Linked DNA regions of Mus musculus: region 1 is linked to region 2. Evidence: chromatin contacts called from public promoter capture Hi-C data. All regions are on one chromosome and are shown on one strand. Each heading gives the region's core, a stretch centred on a gene start, on an enhancer-like site or on the middle of the called end of the contact. The rest is flanking DNA. Distances are from core to core; before and after follow the strand shown.

Region 1 (6,783 bases), core at 1,598-4,097, 220 kb before region 2:
GCAGGGGTGGAGGGGTGGCTTTCCCTGCGCCCCCTACTGGTGGGAAGTCGGAGACCGGGTCTCCAGTAACCAGAACAATATTCAACAATGGTGGTGAGGTCTCCATAATCTCCAATGGCCCCGGAATGCCCCACCCCACCCCCCTACCCCCGGTGTCCTCCTAAAGCTGACTATCTGGATGTCTGCCGTGCTTTGGCCTGGCTTCCTCTGCCCTCCCTCTTCTATACACGAGTACAAGGTGACTCTACGGAAGGAGTGAGTCCACATGAAGGGTTGTTTTTGTTTTTTGTTTTTTTTTTAAGGCGCAGATAATGTCCCGACCCACAGTAGGTGCACAGCAGCCTCCCATTCTCCCGGGTCACATGCCAGGCACACACCAAGTGTCCCCCGGGATGAGCTCGCACAGTATCTGGTCATGTGTCTGTGTTACCTAATGTCGCTGTGTTACCAACCAGGAAACAATGCCAAGAGATCGACACATACGTGACACAGGTGTCTAAGGTTTTAACCTCGAAGCCCAAGGAATGCCAAGGACGCATAAGCCAAAGAGGTTCACCCCTTGGCCCCCAGGCCAGGAAACACAAAGACATTAGAGATAGAGCCCCCCACACACACACATTATGAAGGTCAAAGTCTCTGAAGCCCTCACATCAAGACACCTCTGCCCCTAAATCAGGCCTGCCCCCCTCCCTCCAGCCCTCCCCCACTCCCCCCCCAGCCCTCCCCCACAGCTCCACCACAAGCTGACATTCCCCTCCCCAGCTCTGGATTTAATTCTTAGGAAACACTGGTCTCACCCAGTATACACAAGCCATTAACCCCTCCCCCCCTTCTCAGCATACTCAGCCCTGACCCCCTCCTCCCAAAGAACACACAACCCTGACCCTCGTCACACAGCACAGAGAAGACCAAACCTCCACAGCAAACAGGCTTCAGGGGCCAGGAGCCAAAGGGACAGGAGTCTTGTGCTATCTCTGGGGCCTCCACCCTGGTTCCCTAGGAGACTCCCAGTAGGACAATACCTAGCTCTCCCCACCGTGACCTGGAGGGGCCTTGGCCCTCCCACAGGTCACCTGCAGAGTACATACAACACACCTGAGGTGCAACCTTGCAAGAGGCCCAGGAAGGGGAGGCCATCTCCACAGACGTGGGATTGGAGCGGGGGGGGGGGGGGGGGGTTGGGGGGGGGGGAGCCTGGAAGATCACCAGGACATAGCATCACTGCTGCAAGCCACTCCACACACCCCCCTCCAGGAACTACCTGACACCTTCTAGACCCAAGGGCTAGGGGAGACTAAAGCTGCAAAAACTTTTAGTTGTTTTCCAGGTACCAGGAGCACTGTAGGAGGGGGTGGTCTCAGAGCCAAGGCCTCTGGTCCCTGGTCCTAGAAGGTGCTCAGAGGCAGGGGAGTAGGGAGGAAGAGAACTGTTGTTGTTTACTAGGAGAGGGGGATGGGTGGGAAACCCACAGACTCACAGAGGCAGGAAGAGGGCATTGCCTAACCTGGGTGGAGAAAGCCAAAGAAGGCTGCCATTAGCCCAAAATCCGGGCACCCCACCCTAGGAGTAGGTTACCAGGGTAGGGGTTCACCCCACCCACCTCTAAGAAAGAGGAAGGAGCTTGCAACACTCAGGGGGAGGGCTTTTCCTCTCACAGGGGCCAGATCCTAAATCCCCCTGCAACCTTCCATCTAGTCAGGTTCATGTGTCCAGGCCCCTGTGACATCACGGGGCAAGCATAAGTGGTCCTTGGTGGCACTGGCGTCCAGGACTCCCCAACTCCTCTCCTCTCTCCTCCTTCCTCTTTGGTTTGTTTTGTTCTTTTTTTTTTCCCCAAGACAGGGTTTCTCTGTGTAGCTTTGGCAGTCCTGGAACTTGCTTTGTAGACCAGGCTGGCCTCGAACTCAGAACTCCACCTGCCTCTGCCTCTTGGGTGAAAGGCATCCGCCGCCACCACCCGCTTTCCTTTCTGTCTTAAAAACTCCACCCTGAAAGAAAGCACAATTCTTCCAGCTCCTGGGATGTTTGAGATGGAAGCTCAAATGCAGGGAGTATTTTTACATAGGTTTCCCCCCATACCCCCAGCAACTCTGAGCCCCAGAGCTTGATCTCCTTATTAGCACAGACTAGGAAAAAAAAAAAAAAAAAACCAGAACACAGTAGGGGGTCTCAGACTCTGCTGAGTAAGGTGGAGAGAATAAAAGGCAGAATTAAAAAGTGGAGGCTTAGGGACCCTGAGGTAGGGCTAGAGAGACCTCTCAGTGGTTAAGAGCACTGACTGCTTGCTCTTCCAGAGGTCCTGAGTTCAATTCCCAGCAAACACATGGTGGCTCACAACCATCTGTAATGGGATCCGATGCCCTCTTCTGGTGTGTCTGAAGACAGCTACAGTGTACTCATATAAATGAAATATATCTTCTTCTTTTTTTTTTTTTTAAAAAAGAGGAAACTGAGGTAGCACTTGTCCACTCCCTAACCCTAGGGTGTAAAGGCTCACAGGCATAGACTACCTGCTCCTGAAGGCTGGTGAGGCCTGGAAGGGAGGGGGCTGCGACAAAGCCATAGGCAGCGATCCAGGAAGCAATGGTGGCTGTGGGCAGACATCCAGTTGTGGGCAGTGAGGCGCCCAGCCAGAGCCTGCCCCAGGGACAAAGAGACTCCCTGGCTCCGGGGAGAGAGCGCGGCCCCCACACCAAGAAGGGGGCACTGACCCAGCCCAGCCGGGCACACAGGGCAGTGGTGCCAGACAGCTTGCCAATGGGAGGGGCAGTGGGTGCCAGGCAGGGTGCTCTTGTCCCTGCCAACCAGGAGAGGTAGGACACGTTTCCCAGGTCAGCAGCTGACCAGCCGGCCGGCCAGCCAGCCATGGCCGACTCTGCCGCTTCCACTCCCTCCAGCCCCAGGCCAGGCCCAGATCCCTCCTCTAAGGCTCTGGCCTGGAGCCCAGCTGGGCCCTGGGGGCCAGAGTTACTGTAAGCGGCCTGGCAGGCCCCAAGCCTGGACTTTGCCAGCTGGCTATAGCCACCGCCACCTCCCACTACCTGGCTTGGCCAGCCAGGGAAGGGCACTGAGACCCCCGCCCAGCCAACGAGTGACCCTCATGGCAGAGAGGAGAGGTAGAAAACACCCTGCCAAGCCTGTGCATGTGTCCAAGGCCAGAGTCCAGGCAGAAAGCCCCCATGGAGTCCCTCCCTGTCCTTCTGGGGCGGGGGAGTTGGCAAGGGGAGGGCAAGGGCTCCAGCTGTGCTGAGCTGCCCTGGACTGTCTCTTGAAGCCCTTTCCCTCAGAGTACTGGAGGGGGGATGGAGGGGGGGGTTCATTCTCACTGTGTAGGGCTGTCATTTCCACCAAACGTTGAGAGGTTTGTTTATCCACCTCAGCCTCTGCATCCATTCCTACTCAGAGCTATTTATAAGGCACTCAATAGCATAGCACCAGGGACACAGAGACAAAGGGGGACAACATAGGAAGAAACAAAATGGTCTCACCTCCCCTCTAACCCCCAGTATCAAACGGACCATCTTCAGGTCCCAACCCCACCCACCACCACACAATGGTCACCCTGGTCTAGAAAAGACCTTGCCACTCATCGGGTCCTCCAGTGGAACAGATGTGTCCAGGAACCCAAATCCAGAGGCCAGCCACCCGCCACACTCCCTTCCCTCAAGCCTCCCCACACAGACTTACTGGCTGGGGACGGTGTGCTGTAACCACTGACTGGAAGCTGGTGCTGGAGGCTGGTGAGAGCGCCGGGTGGGGAGAGTCCACCCAGCATAGGGGGAAAGAAGAAGGCGTAGGGGGGTACTGGGTACCCATTGAGGTGCCCGCCCCCAGGTGTTGGGCAGGAACTGCTATTGCTGGCCATGCCAAGCAGCCACAGTCAGAAGAGCAGGCAAACAGTCTGGCAGGTAGTTGTGATGGCCTTCACGCAGTCCCTCTTCCTCGGGGCATGGGGCCGGGGGGCCCAGAGGGGGGGTTGGGTGGTCAGCCCACCCCCACCCCCTTCTGTCCCTGGAGCTGCAAGTCCCAAGTTAGTCAACTTTAGTCTTCTGGGTCCCCCTCCCTAGCCGGAGGGGCCAGGTGGATTGGGGGATGTCCCAAGAATCCGTCCTTTGGTTAAGCGGTCCTGGGAGACACTTTTGTAGGAAGGTCCAGAGCTGGTCTTCAGGGTATCAAAGAGGATGCCACTCCCAGAAGGGCCCCAGGTAGGTGGCTGGGGGGAGGCATGTCCTGTGGTGCTGCAGAAACAGGAAAGACACAGGTAAGTGGGCACTGAGCGGGCACACGGGGATTCCCCACGGTGCTCCCCAACCTGGGCGGCCAGAGATTTTCCTGTGGCACCCAGCTGAGCAGACACCTGGCACCATGCCTGGATGGCAGGGCCAGCCTAGGACCAGGGCCCAGACACTGCTGGGGATGGCAGGACAGAACAGCCAGGCTGGGGATATGGGGACAGGACCCAGAGTACTGGATGGCCTCTCACCCAGAATGCTTGGGAAAGGGTCCACAGTGTGACCCCAAAAGATCCCTGCAGCTGAAGCAGGCAGCTGGCTCTCCTTCCCCCAGTGCGGGTTACCTGAGGTCAAGAAACAGAGGAACGCGTGCTGGCAGGGAGGGGGGGAAGCCGCTTCCCTAAAGCAGTGGCACTTCTCAGAAAAATGACTCCTAAGCTAGAGGGGGGCCCTCTCTTACACCACTTCCCTCCCCCTAAACCTAGCATCCCAGATTAGTCTGTCCCTCCCATGAGTTCCATGCACTCAGGGAAGTGGACCTCCAGGTCTCCTAGGCAACGTCTCCAATACAGAACAGTACAGGTGGCCCTGGGAAGGCCTATGTCAGGAAGACAAGGCTTGCCCAGGATAGAAGTCCCCAGCAAGAGAGACTTAAGTTCAGATTTCATCGGACTTCCATCCATCTGCAAGGGCAACACACAGGATGGGGGCTGGTAGGTGGACAGGAGATGCAGGACCAGCCGCTCCCCTCACCAGGGTATACACAGACTCACACCCTATGAGCAGCTGAAGCCAGCGGGGCATACATACATGGGGGCGGGCGAGAGAGAACACCTTGGCATAGGTTCACAGCTGTGACCTACAGCTTCCCTGACACAGCCAGATAGGCAGACGCAGAGCAGAGGGGGAAAAAGAGAGAGAGCTAAGGATATTCCAATCCTGTTTGAGTACAGATTAGACCTAAAGACATACCATGTACAGGCACCTGTGTATGTGTGTCGGTGGGGGGATGGATAGACAGGTGGATGGATGGATGGATGGATGGACGGACAGACAGAGGAAACACAAAAGTAATCACAGCCAATCAAAGCCAGCTCTTCCTTCCTTCTGTTCTCCTGCCAGGTGCTGTTCCCAAGAATGTTCTCACAGGCCTTTATTCCCAGCACTTGGGAGGCAGAGGCAGGTGGATTTCTGAGTTCCAGGCCAGCCTGGTCTGCAGAGTGAGTTCCAGGACAGCCAGGGCTACACAGAGAAACCCTGTCTCGAAAGAACCCCTCCAACCCCCCCCCCAAAAAAAAAGAATGCTCTTGAATGTCTACACACTAGGCTGACTGTGACTGGCCAGCTAACAGACACTAGGGATTTGGTTCTGTTGGTAAACAACTTGCTACAAAAATAACGGGGCCTAATTTTGGATACCCAGCAACCCTGGAAAAACGGGGGCACAGTGGCACACAGCAGTAATCTCAGTGCTGGAGAGTCAAGGCCAGGAGGATCCCCGAGGTTGGCCGGCCAGCCAGCCTAACTCAATCGGTGAGCTCCAGGTTTGCTCCGAGACACTATCTCAAAAATTAAGATGGAGAGCTACTGAGAAGGAAAGGCACCCAGTACCAGTGTCTGGTCTCCACACATACACGCATGCCCTTGTGCACGCATACAAACCAGGTAGGAAGTACTGGTTGGGAAGGCATATGTAGAAATGAATTCGCACACTGCTGGAGGAAGTGCCAAACACTACCACTGATCTGTGGAGCAGCTGGGCAGTTCCCCAAAAACGCTAAACATGGCGCTAGGGCACAGAGCAAGTCCACCCTTTGCTATCTACCCAGGAAACAAGACTGGCAGTTGAGCACAAGAATGTGTGTGTGTGTGAATGTTCAGAGCGGGAGTGCCAATCATGACCGGGCAGTGAAACCAACCCAAAGGTCTATCAGTGGGAAACAGATAACAAAATGTCAGATACCCAATGCACTAGACTCTTTCTGTGAGAGAGAGAGAGAGAACACACGAGAGAACACGGCGCTGACACAGTAACATGCCCCAGCCCTGAGAAGAACACGGTTCCCGAAGACCGTATGTTGTATGACTCGACTTCTAAGAATGCCCAGGAGAAGCAGATCTGCCTGCATAGATTTGTGGTTACTAGGAACTGGGGTGTGAATGTGAGGGAAATGAGAAGTAACTGCTCGTGGTAGGGGAGGGGTGGTAGAAACGTCTAAAAATCGATAGTGGCTGCACGGCTCTGAGTGCAGGAAACCCTCGCAGCTGTACGCTGTTTGTCTTTCTGGCTTCTTTTTGAGAAAGGTCTCCTGATACTAAATCATTCAGGCTGACACTGAGTTTGCAATCCCTCTGCCTCAGCCTCCAGGGCACTGAAATTATACCAGCCATGCTGGACTTAAGACTGTATGCTTTAGTGAGTTAATATCACAGCAAAGCTCTTAGGGAAGAGGGGGTGGGCACTTAAAGAATTGTCCCTTTCCAACACTCTCCCTCCATCCCTATACCGCAAATTTGGGACATACCAGGTTCCAAGCTCCAAGCTCCGGGC
Region 2 (6,112 bases), core at 495-2,994:
CTGAGGGGTAGGGAAAGAGCAGCTGTATCCAGAAACAATTTATGATGGTGATGGTGGTGGTAGGGTATTGGGCTGTGTAACAGGAAAGGAGTAGGGGGCTCACCACGGGCAAATGTGGCAGTATGGAGTGCAGGTCTGTTTGGAGGGGGAGTCTGAAGGTTATGAATCAGGAGTCTGAGAACTCCTTCCTTCCTGCTTTGGAAGATTTGGCTCCACATTCTTGGCAGCTATTTTGTATAAATACCATTCTCGAATAGTATCCCCTGGGAAGGCACAAAAGAGCAGAATAAAAATGGGTGTGTGTGTGTAGAGAGAGATGGAGGAAGACCATAGGCAGTACCCATCTTAGAAGGATGTGATTTGGCCGTACTCCAGCTATACTCTCCCTGTTCATAGCGTGCTCCAGGTACCCAGGATCCTATTAGTCTCCTACATGTCTACAAGGCCAGTTTTAGAGCCCATGTGGACTGTTTTCTCAATATTTATCCTGATTCTCAGTCAAAAGGTAGCTCAGGGAGGGGGCTGTAGTTCAGTGTAGAGTGCTTTCATAGCTGTACAAAGAGGAATGTGGGACAGAAGAGGAATGGGTTGGGGAATATAGACAGAATTTGAAGAAACAGGCTGACCTATCTCCTTGGGATATGAGATTGGGAGCCAAGAAAAAGAGGGGTGATAAAGCTCTGCCTCCAAATGTGCAGAATGGTCTTAGCCACAATACCACATTTGATCCCGAGGCCTTCTTTTTTTTTTTTTTTTTTAGATTTATTTATTATTATATGTAAGGACACTGTAGCTGTCTTCAGACACTCCAGAAGAGGGAGTCAGATCTCATTACGGATGGTTGTGAGCCACCATGTGGTTGCTGGGATTTGAACTTCGGACCTTCGGAAGAGCAGTCGGGTGCTCTTACCCACTGAGCCATCTCACCAGCCCCCGAGGCCTTCTTAAACAGTTTTTGAGACACCCAATAATCTTAACCCATATTTCCTCTGTTTTGTTTGTTTGTTTGTTTTGTTTCTTTGTTTTTGTTTTTGTGTTTTGTGTTTTTTAGACAGAGTTTCTCTGTGTAGTCCTCCTGGCTGTCCTGGAACTCACTCTGTAGACCAGGCTTAAACTCAGAGACCCAGCTGCCTCTGCCTTCTGAGTGCTGGCACTAAGGGCGTGGTGCCATGCTCAGCTTCTGTTTTCTCCTTATTTCCTTTTGTATCCAAACAGTATTCAGGATCAGTGAATTCTGGGAGAATTGTCAGATTTGGGGTTAAAATGATGGTATGTGTGCTGCTACCCACACTTCAGTGTCTCTTTTGGAATAGAAATATGAAAATGAGAGCTCTAGTGCCTACAGGGGCTTTCGAGAACAAAGGCCAAAACCCAAATAGAAGCCAGGTTAGAAGCCAAAACAGAAGCCAGGCTAGAATTCACTGTTATGCCTCGTTTCTGGGAAATAGCCACAGTATCAGAATGATTGAAGGTAGGGATAGATGGCAACATCACTGGGAGACAGAGAGTTGGTTTCTCCATAGACCCTGAGACTCTGGGTACCAGCGTACCTCAGCTCTTCGGATTATCTCAGATAAAAACCACCAGAACCAATTAGATTAATCCTTCTGCCTGTTTGGCAGCTTAGACAAGTCTTAGACAAAGAACTACAATTCCCAGAAGGTATTGTGGCAGGACTCGCCTCTTGCTACGTTTCTATTGGTTGGTGTGTGTTGCCGCCGGCCAATGGTAAATGATTTCCTTAGTAGGTGTCAAGATGGCGCTGCCTACGATGTACAACCGGTTTGTATGGTAGGCTTAAATTTGGGGAGATGGTAGATGTAGGAAAAGAAGGAATTACAACTTCAGGGCCGAGGAAGGTAGAGGCAATGGGGAGAGGGTAGATCTGGGTTTGGGGTGGAAGTGGTGAGGAACGCAGCTAGAGCGAAGGGCATAATTAGACAACCGGAGCGGGCTTAACCCTTTCCTGCTCGCTTCAGGGCTTTGTTGACACTTTCTGTCCCAATTCGAGAAACGGTTGTTCAGAAACCGAGAAGGTGACAGAGCCGCTAACTTGACGCCTTCTACTCTGCCTAGTTTTTTTCCTCTCTGTTTATTTTTCTGTTTGTTTGTTTGTTTTGCTTAAACCTTCTCGAATTTCCGTTCTATTTATGTCTCCCTTGTTCTTTCCCTCAGAACTCCAGTTCTCATCTGGCTCCGTTTTTAAACTCCCACCTTGTCACTCATCTCGCCTCCTTGGAGTGACATCATGAAGGTGGTGAACCTGAAGCAGGCCATTTTGCAAGCCTGGAAAGAGCGATGGAGTGACTACCAATGGGCAATCAACATGAAAAAATTCTTCCCCAAAGGAGCCACCTGGGACATTCTCAACCTAGCAGGTCTCAAGTAAAATGGGCAAAGAAGGATGGGAGGGGTGTCCTCAGAAAAGCTGTAAACACTCAGCCTTACTTTAATTTTCCTTGCAGAAGCGCTCCTGGAGCAGGCTATGATTGGGCCTTCCCCCAATCCTCTGATCCTGTCGTACCTGAAGTACGCCATTAGTTCCCAGGTAAAGATTCCCGACTCTTGGCTTTTGGAGGTGAAACACCTGGAGAACTGACAGTTGTCCATTTAGGCTTAATTTATTGCAAAAATAACACTCCATTTGTTGTAATGAATGAATATTACATTTATTTACTCTCTCCATATACATTTACAAGTAAAACTTAAAAAAAAAACTACATGTACTTATGGGCGGGGAGGGCATGCACATCGCAGAATGCTTGTGGAGGTAAGATACTTTTGTAGCCAGGCGTGGTGGCACACGCCTTTAATCCCAGCACTGGGGAGGCAGGTGCAGGCGGATTTCTGAGTTCGAGGCCAACCTGGTCTACAACGTGAGTTCCAGGACAGCCAGGACTATACAGAGAAATCCTGTCTGGAAAAACCAAAAAAAAAACAAAAACGATACTTTTGTAGAGTTTGTAGAGTTCTTCCCACCTTTCTGGGGATTTGAACTCATATTAGCACGCCAAACACCTTCACCTGCTGAGCCTCTTTGCCAGATCCTTGTTTCTGTTTTTGAGACAGTGTTTTATGTAGCCCAGAATGGACTTGAATTCCTGATTTTTCTGCTACCGCCTCCCACAATTGATTTGGGGGTGGGTGGGTGTTGATAATCAAACCTAGGACCTGCAGATGCTAGGCAAGTGTTCTACCTTTGAGCTATTATAATCCCTCTCTGGGTGTTTGCAAATGTTAATGTTTGTCACACAATGGTAAGTCCTGGGGATTTGATCCCAGTACACAAGGGAAGTTGAAGGCAATGCAGACTATCGCTAATCGTTGAGCGATGGGGTTTATGGTATGATTAGGGCAGAGTATAGAAATGAAGAGAGGATATGGAAGTGATGCCTAGTCCTGCCTGAGCAATCACAGAAGGCTTTCTAAAGGAAGTGATGTTTAAACCAAGGTCTCTATGGTGAGTAGAAGTTAGCCACACAGATGAATGAGAATGAAGAGCAGAGAGAGGAAATTATAATTCTACACAGGCTGGGCTGGACAAATTATAAGTTATCCACTACTGAAAGTGAGGGCTGCAGATACAGTTCATTGGTAAAGTGTTTGCTTAGCAGGGACAAGGCCCTGGATTTGATCCCCGGCACCACAAAAAACCTGAAGGATATTTGGCATTGGTGCAACAGAGCTGAACACTACCCAGCACTTCTGTTTATTATATCACATATGTGATATCATAGGCATCGAGACAGAAATTTAAGGTACACTTACCCAGAGATAGGGATGGAGCTCTGTTAGTAGTGTGCTTGCCTAGCATGGACAAGGTACTGTTTTTGTTTGTTTGTTTGTTTGTTTGTTTGTTTATGATGTTGCAATGCTATAGAGAAACCCTGTCTCCAAGCTGTCTCTGTGTAGCTCTGGATGTCCTGAAACTCACTATGTAGATCAGGTTGGCCTCAAACTGACAGATCCATCTGCCTCTGCTTCTAAGAGCTGGGATTAAAGGTGTGCGCCACCACCCCTGGGTTTATTCTTTGTTACTCTACTAAACTGTAACAGGTAACATGAGCTGCATCACAGATGACTTTATGCTGTTACATTCAAATCCCTTGGTCTCTCTTGGGCTACTCCCCCCCCCCCCCACACACACACAGGGCAACTTTATTGAGTGGTAGCATGGTCACACCCAGCAAACGTGTTCGCTCTCATTCACTCTCTCTCTCTCACACACACAGACCTTGTCACAGTCCAGTTCTCAGCCACAGGGTGGGGAACCTCCTGGATTACTCGGCTCCAGAAGTAACAGGTGCCCGAGGGAGGCTCAGGGGGAGGAAGTGGGGAGGGGGTGCAGAGAGCAGGGGTGGGATGGGTTGGGAACACCCACCAGACAGCTACACGAAGAGTGAGATTCCCCGCCCTGGTGGCTTCAGCTTGGCTGCACCCCCTTCGAAGGAGCCTTCCAAGGTGTGGCTGAACATTCAGGGTTTGGGAAGGGCAGAGTCCCACTCCGTTTTAGTCCTCTCTGCAGGCTGGGGACTGGAGGGCAAGGTTGTCGGCTGCTTCAGCTCTGGGGCTTCTTCGGAGCCTCACCACCCTCTTCCCCAGCACTGTTGGCTGTCCACAGCGTCAGGTTGTCTCTCAGGAGCTGCATGATCAGGGTGCTGTCCTTGTAGGAGTCCTCACTGAGGGTGTGTAGGTCAGCCAAGGCTTTGTCAAAGGTGGTCTTGGCCAGCGAGATGGCCTCCTCGGGGCTGTTGGCTATCTCGTAGTGGAAGACTGAAAAGTTCAGGCCCAGGCCCAGGCGGATGGGGTTGGAGGCTGATGTCCATGGCCTCCTGGTAGGTTGACCGCGCAGAATCGATGATGCGCTTCTTGTCATCGCCAGTGGCCACCTCGGCTAGGTAGTGGTAGTAGTCACCCTTCATCTTGAGGTAGAAGACGTGGCTCTCTGCATTGGACTTTTCTTCCTTGTGCTGGGGATTAAGCCCAGGAACTTACAGGCACAAGGTGACCACCCACGTGCACCCTCGGTGACCCTTCTGTACTTTGAGCTGATCTTTTACTGAAGTGTAGTTGTTTGTTTTGTACTGAGTCTGCTTATGTAGTTCAGGTTGGCCTCAGACTCCTAAACCTCTTGCTTCAGCCCGCCAAGTGCGAGATTACAGGTATGTGCTGGGGTTGTAGAACTTTGTGCATGAGCATTGAGCATTGCAACATCATGAAATGGTCCTCTGGGAAATGTCTGACTGAGTTATATAGATAATCTAGCTGTTGCCACATTTAACTACACTGTATCATTACACCTCATTGAATCTCTGGGTACTCCATTGCACAACTGTGAGAAAATGTGAGTTAGGGGGTAAATTATCCCTTAGTATTATTTAAAATCTTTGACATTCAGTGCCTTTGTGTCTCTGTGTGTTGAGCATCACATACACACGGAAGTCAGAGGACGGCTTCTGGGGGTTGATGATGTGGGTCCCGGGGTCAGACTCAGTTTGTCATGCTTAGCAGCAGGTACCGTTACCTTCTGAGTCATTATCTCAGCTTCATTTAAACATAGCTGGGGTTTCCAGTCCCTCAAAAAGGTGTTGGAGACCCTGAGTAGTCCTTGAACCATACCTTGAGATTTGCTGTGTAGTATTTCAAGGAGACTGGTGTATTTTTTTGTTTGTTTTGTTTTTTGTATTTTCTCTAGACAGGGTTTCTCTGTAATAGCTCCAGCTGCCTGGAACTCTGTAGACCAGGCTGGCATTGAACTCAGATATCTGCCCGCCTCTGCTGGGATTAAAGGCCTGCGCCACCACGGCCCAGCTCAATTCTTATTATTTTTGAGACAGAGTTTTGATCTTTAGTTCCTCCTGACCTTACACTCAATGGCGATCCTTCTGCCTCCCAAATGCTGCGATTACAGGTGTAAGTCACTATGTCACCTGGGGTAGAAAGGTGGTTTGGAGAAGTAGAGATCAGATACCAGGGGCCCTGTGGTAATGTGAGGAATGTGGGCTTTATCATAGTTACTAGTAGTCATGTTCAGGAAGAGAAACTGATGAGATTTTTATTGTCAGGAAGAGTTCCCGGGGAGTGTGTCTGTGTGTGTGTGTGTGTGTGTGTG

What was found. Promoter capture Hi-C pulls out the DNA fragments that hold promoters and counts their contacts.
Region 1: a contact with region 2 is called in a promoter capture Hi-C map of neural stem cells. The contact joins the enhancer-like site here to the promoter of Med24 in region 2. A contact is called at or near these places in 4 of 39 promoter capture datasets (the C10 cell line, liver, neural stem cells and 1 more), 5 of 484 Hi-C or Micro-C datasets (embryonic stem cells, nephron progenitors and trophoblast stem cells), 5 of 115 datasets of contacts at active chromatin or transcription factors (double positive thymocytes, embryonic stem cells, extraembryonic endoderm stem cells and 1 more) and 3 of 9 other capture datasets (adipose tissue, liver and pancreatic islet).

Annotation. Positions count from the first base shown.
Region 1 is chr11:98,947,700-98,954,482 of GRCm38.p6, reverse strand. Rara (retinoic acid receptor, alpha) reads right to left here. Exons shown (of 9, transcript NM_009024.2): 2 at 3,688-4,238. The coding sequence starts at 3,865. Among named protein-coding and RNA genes, the nearest start is that of Gm22061, 4.6 kb to the right of the region's middle. Within about 2 kb of position 2,847, at least 165 of the 459 cell types and tissues checked have an H3K27ac peak or open chromatin away from gene starts, as enhancers often do. A contact at or near this core is called in adipose tissue, liver and neural stem cells, where this site is marked.
Region 2 is chr11:98,725,051-98,731,162 of GRCm38.p6, reverse strand. Med24 (mediator complex subunit 24) reads left to right here and starts at 1,744. Exons shown (of 26, transcript NM_011869.3): 1 at 1,744-1,791; 2 at 2,176-2,378; 3 at 2,466-2,548. The coding sequence starts at 2,249. It also overlaps the pseudogene Gm31252.